Linked DNA regions of Zea mays: all the other regions are linked to region 2. The links are chromatin contacts, called in public Hi-C maps. All regions are on one chromosome and are shown on one strand. Each heading gives the region's core, a stretch centred on a gene start, on an enhancer-like site or on the middle of the called end of the contact. The rest is flanking DNA. Distances are from core to core; before and after follow the strand shown.

Evidence for each region. A called contact is a pair of places that touch in the nucleus more often than the background predicts.
Region 1: a contact with region 2 is called in a Hi-C map of ear, with 2.4 times the contacts expected there. The contact joins the promoter of LOC103646147 here to the promoter of LOC103646146 in region 2. A contact is called at or near these places in 2 of 25 Hi-C or Micro-C datasets (ear and leaf).
Region 3: a contact with region 2 is called in a Hi-C map of leaf, with 6 times the contacts expected there. The contact joins the promoter of LOC100275582 here to the promoter of LOC103646146 in region 2. A contact is called at or near these places in 7 of 25 Hi-C or Micro-C datasets (bundle sheath, ear, endosperm and 3 more).

What each region holds. Positions count from the first base shown.
Region 1 is chr2:24,069,629-24,072,328 of Zm-B73-REFERENCE-NAM-5.0, forward strand. It overlaps LOC103646147, which reads right to left and starts at 1,258. Exons shown (of 1, transcript NM_001330657.1): 1 at 400-1,258. The coding sequence starts at 1,102. The coding sequence ends at 566.
Region 2 is chr2:23,910,869-23,913,568 of Zm-B73-REFERENCE-NAM-5.0, forward strand. It overlaps LOC103646146 (elongation factor G-2, chloroplastic), which reads left to right and starts at 1,262. Exons shown (of 4, transcript XM_008670868.3): 1 at 1,262-1,668. The coding sequence starts at 1,452.
Region 3 is chr2:23,704,600-23,707,349 of Zm-B73-REFERENCE-NAM-5.0, forward strand. LOC100275582 reads left to right here and starts at 1,412. Exons shown (of 3, transcript NM_001371691.1): 1 at 1,412-2,750. The coding sequence starts at 1,645.

The DNA.
Region 1 (2,700 bases), core at 8-2,507, 160 kb after region 2:
GCGCACCGTTCGAGGACGCTGAATCTGGATGGCACGCCTTTCCGGGCATCGGATTGTGGCGCATGGTAGCACAAATGGTAGGGCATGGGACGAAACTGGAGAGATCAGGCGGTGGCCCGTGCCGGACGTGCTCGCGAGTCTCGACCTGATGAGAAGTTTGCAGTTAAGTCAAGAGAGGGAGAGGGACACACAGAGCATTTGCTCCCGTAATACGTACACACTACTACTAGCGGAATTGGCAAACGTGGTGAATTCAGCACACACGTCCAGCAAGCAACAGTTGTGTGAATCCTTCCAGTGGTCTGAGGGTGAATCCGAAGACAAGAAGCAGTAGACATGGACGAAACAAGTAACCGGATGGATGCACCAGGACCAAGAATCCAGAGAACAAAATCAGCTAGGCCTAGGCCAGGCAGCCCCGTACGTTTCTGAAGCAAAGCGCACATGCATGCATATACACCATCATCCGCCTCCGCCACCGGCCGGCGGCGGTCAGGGGGCCTCCGTCGTCGTGCGGCGTCTCTCCCTCCCTAATCAACGACTACCGCGCGCCCCGCCTGCCTGCCTACCACCTGCCGAAGCCCTTCTTGGCCGCGGCGGCGAGGGCCGCGGCCCGCTCGAACCGCGCGGCGGGGCAGGGGATGCTGATGACGCCCGGGTGCTGGAACCCGAACTCCTCCTCGGCCTCCCTCAGCAGCTCGCCGAACGTGGGGTGGTTGAAGTACACCACGGGCACCACGTACCGCAGCGACTGCGACGCCTCGCCCTCGCCGCCGACGTACACGGCCACCTGCCCCTTGGGCGTGCTCACCGCGGGCTCGCCGTCGCCGTCCGGCAGCATCCGGTGCCCGCCGCCGGCGGCCCTCCACCCGAGCCGCAGGCGCCGCGCCAGCGACCGGCCCCACCGCAGCACCGGCGCGAGCTTCCTCGCGGTAGCGCCGCGCCCGGGCGTGCAGCCGCTGCCGGCGCAGGTGGGCTGCTGCTGCTGCTGCAGGCGGCAGTAGCCTCCCCGGCGCCGGCGCCGGCCGCAGAGCGCCCGCCGCCACAGGCCGAGCAGATTCCGGCCGAGACGGACCCCGCCGTGGCGGGACCTCCTTAGCATGGCGAGGAGGATTGCAAGAGAGAGAGAAACTGCGGGAAGGTCTCTCCTTCGTTGAGAGTCTGTCCTTCCCCTCCCTAAGCAGACGCACCGCACGCAGGGAGTGTTAATGGTGCAAAGTCGCAATCGCAACGGAAGCGCGCAGGAGTGAGCCCGGACCCGGAGCACGGAGGGGGGGACCCATGTTTTATAGACCTGCACCGCTTTGGGCCATGCGCGAGTGGAAAAATCGACATCCCTTGGCCACAGTGGCTTGGATTTGCCGAGCTCTCGTCGTGGCCAGGCGGCGTTTGTTCGTAAATCGTAATGGTAATGGCTGGTGTGGCTCGGACGGTGCGTGGTCCATCCATGGTTCCTTTGCTCCATTTTAGCTGCATGTCGCTTTGTTGGCTTTTTTCCTTCCAAATAACTTCTTCCGGCGTTACTGCTGAGCGACGGCGAGCTCGCACCAGCGCCCTTGTATCAATCAGTTCGGCTGTGAAAAAATCATGGTACACGCACGGCACGCTCTGCCTACCAGCAGATTGCCGCGAACCTGAGATCAAGCAACAGGAGAGCTACGCACAGGCTATAATCTATCTTTCTATCCAAAACTGTATAGTATTTGTGGAGCAGGCCTGCCACAGATTTATCGAACACGTTTCGTGTTGGCCACATGTGGATACAGATGTGCAACTAACCCCGTTATTGCACGATCGTGTGGTGTGGATCCTGTCCCCGTTGCACTCTCCCAGTACGACCTGCACCGGGTGCGCGTGCATCTCCCAGTCCAACTTTCGTCCAGGACCAAATGTTGGACTACTTCCGGGTGCGCGTGCACATCCACTATCGGTGTGGAAATTCTGGTGTGTAATGCTGAGCTGGATCAAGCGACAGATCAGCGAAGCTGGTATTACTAGTGTACTACTCTCTCAGTTCTACGTCTACTTCCAGAATTCAAATGTTGTTTAAAAATAAATATATCTCCGGACAGAAGACAACGTAAATCTAATTGTTAGATTTGCTACTTGTTTTCAGAGGAACCACCTGGTTTAACCGTCACTCACTTGTGTACGCAGGTGACTTCACGGCACGTACCACTACCGACAAGCAAGTAGTACGTTTTCACGAACTAGTGGTGTAGTGCTGCTAGCTAGGATAGGAATACCAGAGAGGCATCTGCGTACAAATAGCTATTCATCAGCCACTCGCCCAGCGCTGAATCATCAGTGGCGGTACGTTTTTCCTTCCTGCTCGTACGGAAATATCTGGGCGCCCCATCAATCCCCCCGCCAGGCCGCCACCTGTTGCGCGCACGTCGCGGTCGGCGGGCCAAGACAAGACTCCACACGGAGGACCAGCAGCGAACCACACCCAAATCCACCCACCCCGTCCTCCTCCTTCGTACGGGAAATCTCCGTTCATGTTTAGAAATATCCTAGGATTAGGATGTCTCGAGTCGCGACAAGTTTGGAGGTACGGAGTACAACAGGTCAGAGTGCGACAGGTGGCCCAAGAGACTACTACGTATTCTTTCTTTCTTATTTTTTTCTATCTTTACCGGGGCCGCCTGAAACGCGAAGGCCCAAGGTTCGCGGCAGGGGGCAACTTTCTAGTGTCTA
Region 2 (2,700 bases), core at 12-2,511:
CTAGGTTGATCCATTGTATTTTGGATCAATTATTCAAGTGGGTTCTATATCCTTCTGAATATTTTTTTTGAAAAATTCATGGTCATTAAAATCGAAGTTCTGATAAAGAAGTTATGATTGTTTTTAGTTGCGCTAGAGAGTCTTACTCGAGTTTTCAAGCACTTGACAAAATTTCTGAACAAAGTTGACTCTGTTGGCCATGTGGGTAGCATCCCAAAATTTCTGAGCTAAGGTGGCTACAAACTCCAATGTTGGAGTGTGCATTAGCGTGTTGACCGATCGTTGGGGTTTGTTTGAGTCGCTCTAGAATTGCAGTGGACCAAAAATTCCAAGGTGGAGACTATTTTTTGCTCTCTTTAGATAGAGTGGGTGGTTGGAATAGTTTTAAAAATCAGGAGCCAAGGGGACTTTGTGTCCATGTTTTGAGTGATTTAGTGCCATCCAACTCACTAGTGATCGATAGTGTTCATGCTCTATAGTAACTGAGCGTTGCTAGTGCAGTGCATTAAGTGACCTGCTTGAGTGGAACTAGGTGGAGTTGGAAGCTAGTGGTGCTTGCTACTCATGAGATTGCCACTTCCTAGACAGTTTGGTTGCTTTTGTTCTTCCTCGTGTGTGGTTCTAGAGATGGATTTGTGCGGGGTGTTACACTCGTCCCGTGAGAGATCGTGAAGAGCAACTCTAGTTGAACAAGGTGTGATGAGTGTCGGGTGGTTCAACCAGAACAAAGTGCTAGATCTCTTGTGTGAGCACTTCTTTTGGTGGAGAGAGTGATCTTATGTAATCATTATTACCAAGAGGATTAGCGACAACCTTGGACTTGCCTCAATGGGAATTAAATTATTGGTAAACCACTAAATCTTAGGATAAAAATCATCATGTCAAAGTCTCTTCATATTTATGTTAGTTTCTTTTTGTTCATATACTTATGCCAGTGAGTATTTATTTCTCTCGTGTAACTAGTTTACTTGTGTAGTAAAATAGTTTCTCTCTTGCTAGTTAGCTTGTATGCTAATTAGTTTAGCTCATGTAGCTAAGTAGCTATAGCTCTCTATTTGTGTTTGTATAGTGTAACTAATGAGTAGTGCTAAGTAGTGTTTGCATTTTTTGTGTTTTCCTTACTAGTATGTATTGAAGATTCTAGTGTGTTTAGAGTACTTGTATAGGTTTGTGTGACCTTGTTATTTAGACTTGTGTAAGATTCTGATGAAGACAATCGAAAAACTAGAAGAAAAAAACGCTAATCCATAACGTGAGACGGGGAGGCGTCCTCCTAGCAGCCGCGCGCGCTCACATTATCCTCAGGCACCATCGCACCATTGGCCGCCGCTCACGCGCATAAAACCCACAGTCCGCTCGCGACAGCCTCACGGCGCAGGCGAGAAGGCGAGGAGAGGGAGCTCGCCGGCAAAGGCCACCAAGAGCGAAAAGGAACCACAGAGGCAGTCTCCATGGCCGCCGAGGCGCCCGTGCGAGCCCCCGCCACGGCGCGGTCCTCGCGCCGGCCGGCCGCCGCCGTCGTCTCCGCCTCGCGCCTCCTCCTCGGCCACCGCCCCTTCCTTGCGCCGCGCTTCGCTGCGGGGCGCGCCGCGGTGGCAGGCCCCGCGGCCGGACTACGCCCGCGCCCGCGCAGGCCGCGCCTCTCGGTCGTCGTCATGGCCAGCAGCGGTGAGCGAGCGCTGTAATCCTTCTGTGGACTCTCCATTTTCTTATTGGGCGCAGCCGCGCAGGCGTTGCTGTAGTGCGCCGGCGCGTGAGTGTTTTCTGTGTTTGTCGAAATGGCCAAGAGCGTACCTCCGTAGAGCTCCGGTGGATTGCAGTATACGAGAGTGAAATTAAGGCTGATTGTTAGTGATTGTGCTGCATCGTGCTTATCCAAAGGGACCAGTGTGCTTCTTGACGTGCTTGTCTCTGCCGTGTCTATAATACTTGTTTAGGCCCCTATACTTGTTAATCGTCTGTGCTTTACCTGATAAATTACTTTAAGTTGTTCGTTACTAAAATGGTGGAATATGGTGTTCAGAATCGAAGTTATAGCAATGATGAACTTCATAGCTTTCTGATGGACTTTTGTTTCTGTAGGTGTTATTCTAATTAAATTTGATTATCACAAATCCAGGTTAGAAGTAACTGAAAGCATAGGCCTTATAACTATTCCAAAAATATTTCTAAACTTCACTACCTATATATCTATTTAAAGAGCCATCCCATGAATATTTTTTTGTGTGAAAAAATTATAAGAGAACTACCATATTTGGAATTTAGAGAGCCATTTAGCCTCTCCATTAGTGGAAAGCGAGAAGGGTGGTTTTAAAGGGAGGAAAATATGGGGACTGGTGTTGAGCGTCTATTAGAGATGCTCTTAAGGAGACCCAATAATGGAAGTTCTGCAATTTTTGTTCAAAAATGGAAGTTCTGCAAATGAAAAAATTGGGTCCATGGCCTTGTTCAGTGAATGTGCCGCCGCTACATGAGTTTGCATGATGTGAATTTGCTGCAAGTACAGAAATATCGGTGCAGAGGGTGTCAATATAGAATATACCATGCTTGGCATGCCGCTTGGTACTAGATATCTATTGGCACTTGTCATATCAATGCTAAACCTTTCTGCCATATACATCAATGAGACTGACCAAATGAACCTCTGAAAATTGCATGCCAGTTGTTTTTTAATTACATTTCTTATTGCTAAATACACCA
Region 3 (2,750 bases), core at 162-2,661, 210 kb before region 2:
GAGTGATCCATTTTATACGATGGTGTTATAGAAAACAAACGTAAACTTATGTACAACAAAGCGTAAAGATGATGTTATATTGGATAGAATAGGTGGTATGCTTGAAGCACCTGGTCGACCGATTGAGTGGGGATCAGGGCTTCATCTAATTAGAGAGAGCCCAGGGCTCCTAATACTATAACTATATATATATATATAGTTTCGTTTTGCTGAAATGTGATAGCTCGTTTAGCTCATGAGCTGACCCGTTAACAAACCGAGCTGCCTCGTCAACAAACCGAGCTAGGATGTCAGCTCAGCTCGTGAAAAAATTCAAATGAGCCGATCCGAGTCGAGCTGACCACGAAACAAGGGAGCTTACGAGCCATGAGTATTTTGTCTAGCCCTAGTGGTCCTGTAGATAAGGTGTTGAGCACCAATTGATCTAATCAATTTTACTTATTATTTTTATCTTATGCATTAGGAGTAGTCCTAGTTTATCATTCCTCTACCTCAAATTTTTACATCTCTTCAGTTTTACGTTGGATGGTCTGCCGACCCCAAGGCACACAATATGTTATCTCCTTCTATACGAGGTCCCTTCTGGGAGACAGGATCTTGATCTGCTGCGAAGAAGACGACCCTCTGCGCCATCGTGGTCCGTCCGAACCCTAGGCGCGGACCGTCCAGACGTACGCAGAGAAGGAGCCACTCCTGCGCGTAGGTCGCGGACCGTCCGGCTCAGGGCCACGGACCATCCACGCTTCCACATAGCACCGTCAGACAGTTCATCTCCCGGTGTTTAGCACCCAGGTTGACGCCAACACAAGGGTTGCTTTCAACCCCTCTTGAGTGATCACATGATCGAACTTGAGTACCACAGTCTTCCTTATCGATATGTATCCCTTTGGCAAGAAATCTTCACAAATTGAAGTCTTTTGCAGAGTCGTACACGAATCCAAGTTACAATCTCGAGCACAAGAAAGGAGGAGAGACTACAAATACAAAAGCAAACGCCATAATACAACGTTATAAAAAAAAGATCACAAGAACGCAAACACAAATGTCTAAAGAAAACGGCTCAAAACCACGATCGGGTCTCACTAGAATCACAAAACTGCGTTATCACAGAGTATCGGAGTTGTGTACGCTCTTGGAGTGATTTGGGGCTGAAGGAGGTCGCTAAGGCGATGACGTCACTGACGCGTAAAACTCCATTCCCATTATCGTCCAGGGTGCTGAACCAAACAGCAGCTTAGTTCTGGATAATTGATGACAGATTAGAATTTTGAATGTCACATTTACCAGAGACTAAAAATCACTTGTGTTCGTCTTCACCGCGATAATAATTCCATCATGATAACACCAACAGCGACGTATTAACCCAAAATCCTCCCTGCAGATAAACACCCCCTCTCCTTCTCTATCTCCTACAGCCAAATCCCCAACTCTTCCAACCGCTCCTCCGCTTAGCGTGCAGATCTAACGATCGCTCCGATCCCAAGCACAACAACTTCTCCAATTCCAATCACCAGCCGATCAGATTTATGCAGTCTTACTGCCGCGAGCGCCAGTCATGCCGCGCGGCAGCAGCTTGGACCAGAGCTTGAGCGACGACGAGGGCTCGGCAGGTGTTGGGGCGGTTTGGGTTCGGCGTCGCTGGCAATGTCCGGGATGTCCGACTCCGCTGGGGGTGTGCGCGCGGGCGCGGAGCTGATGGTGCAGCAGTTCCACCTCAAGGTGCTCCACGCCGTCCTCGCCGTGCGCACGCCGCGCCCGCACGCCTTCGCGGCGCCAGCGGCGGCGTCGTTCAGGCGGAGGGACAGGTGGTTCCATCTCCCGCTCCACGACCCGCCGCCGCCGCCCGAGGCGGCTGACCGCCTGGACGAGCTGGTCCCCGGGGAGCCGCTGGTGGTGGACGTCCTCCTGAGCCCCGCCGGTAGTGTGGGAGCCCGAGGGGAGGTGGTGGAGAGGTGGACTGTGGCGTGCGAGCCCTGGCCGGACGCCGCGGGCGGCGAGGAGGTTGCCGTGAACCGGGCGTACAAGCACTGCTTCACGCTGCTCAGGTCCGTCTACGCCGTGCTCCGCGTCCTCCCGGCGTACCGCATCTTCCGCCTCCTCTGCGCCAATCCCTCCTACAACTACGAGATGGGCCACCGCGTCGACACCTTCGCCGAGCCCTTCTCGCGCCCCCAGGAGGCCGCCATGCGTTCCCAACGCTTTGTTCCCGTCGAAACCCAGCTCGGCCGCCTCGTCGTTTCCGTCCAGTACCTTCCCAGCCTCGCCGCCTTCAACCTCGAGATCACCTCCCTTTCGCCCTCCAAGATAATCCCAGACTACGTCGGCAGCCCAGCCGCTGAGCCCATGCGCGCCTTCCCGGCCTCGCTTACAGAAGCCACGGGCTCCGGCTTCCCACCATCTAATCAGCAGCAGCGCCCGCACAGCTGGGCTTCGCCTGTGTTCTGGTCGCACACGCCGGCACACCAGGCCAGGTTCTCGCCGCCTCCAGTGTTTTACGCGTCACCGACGCCATCGCCTCCCCACTTTCCACCCCGTCTCATGAGGTGGGAGTCTGCACCAATGCCCATACCACAGGTGAGCGAGAGGAGGAGCCCTGCACACCGCCAGAATATGCTACCACCACCTTCGACGAGAAGAGGAGACATGAGGGCAGCAGGTGCTCTACAGTCTCCATCTGAGAGTGGCCGGTTGATTGGGAGGATGGAGGAACTTCGGATAGCTGATCCATATGTGACCTCGTCACCCAGACA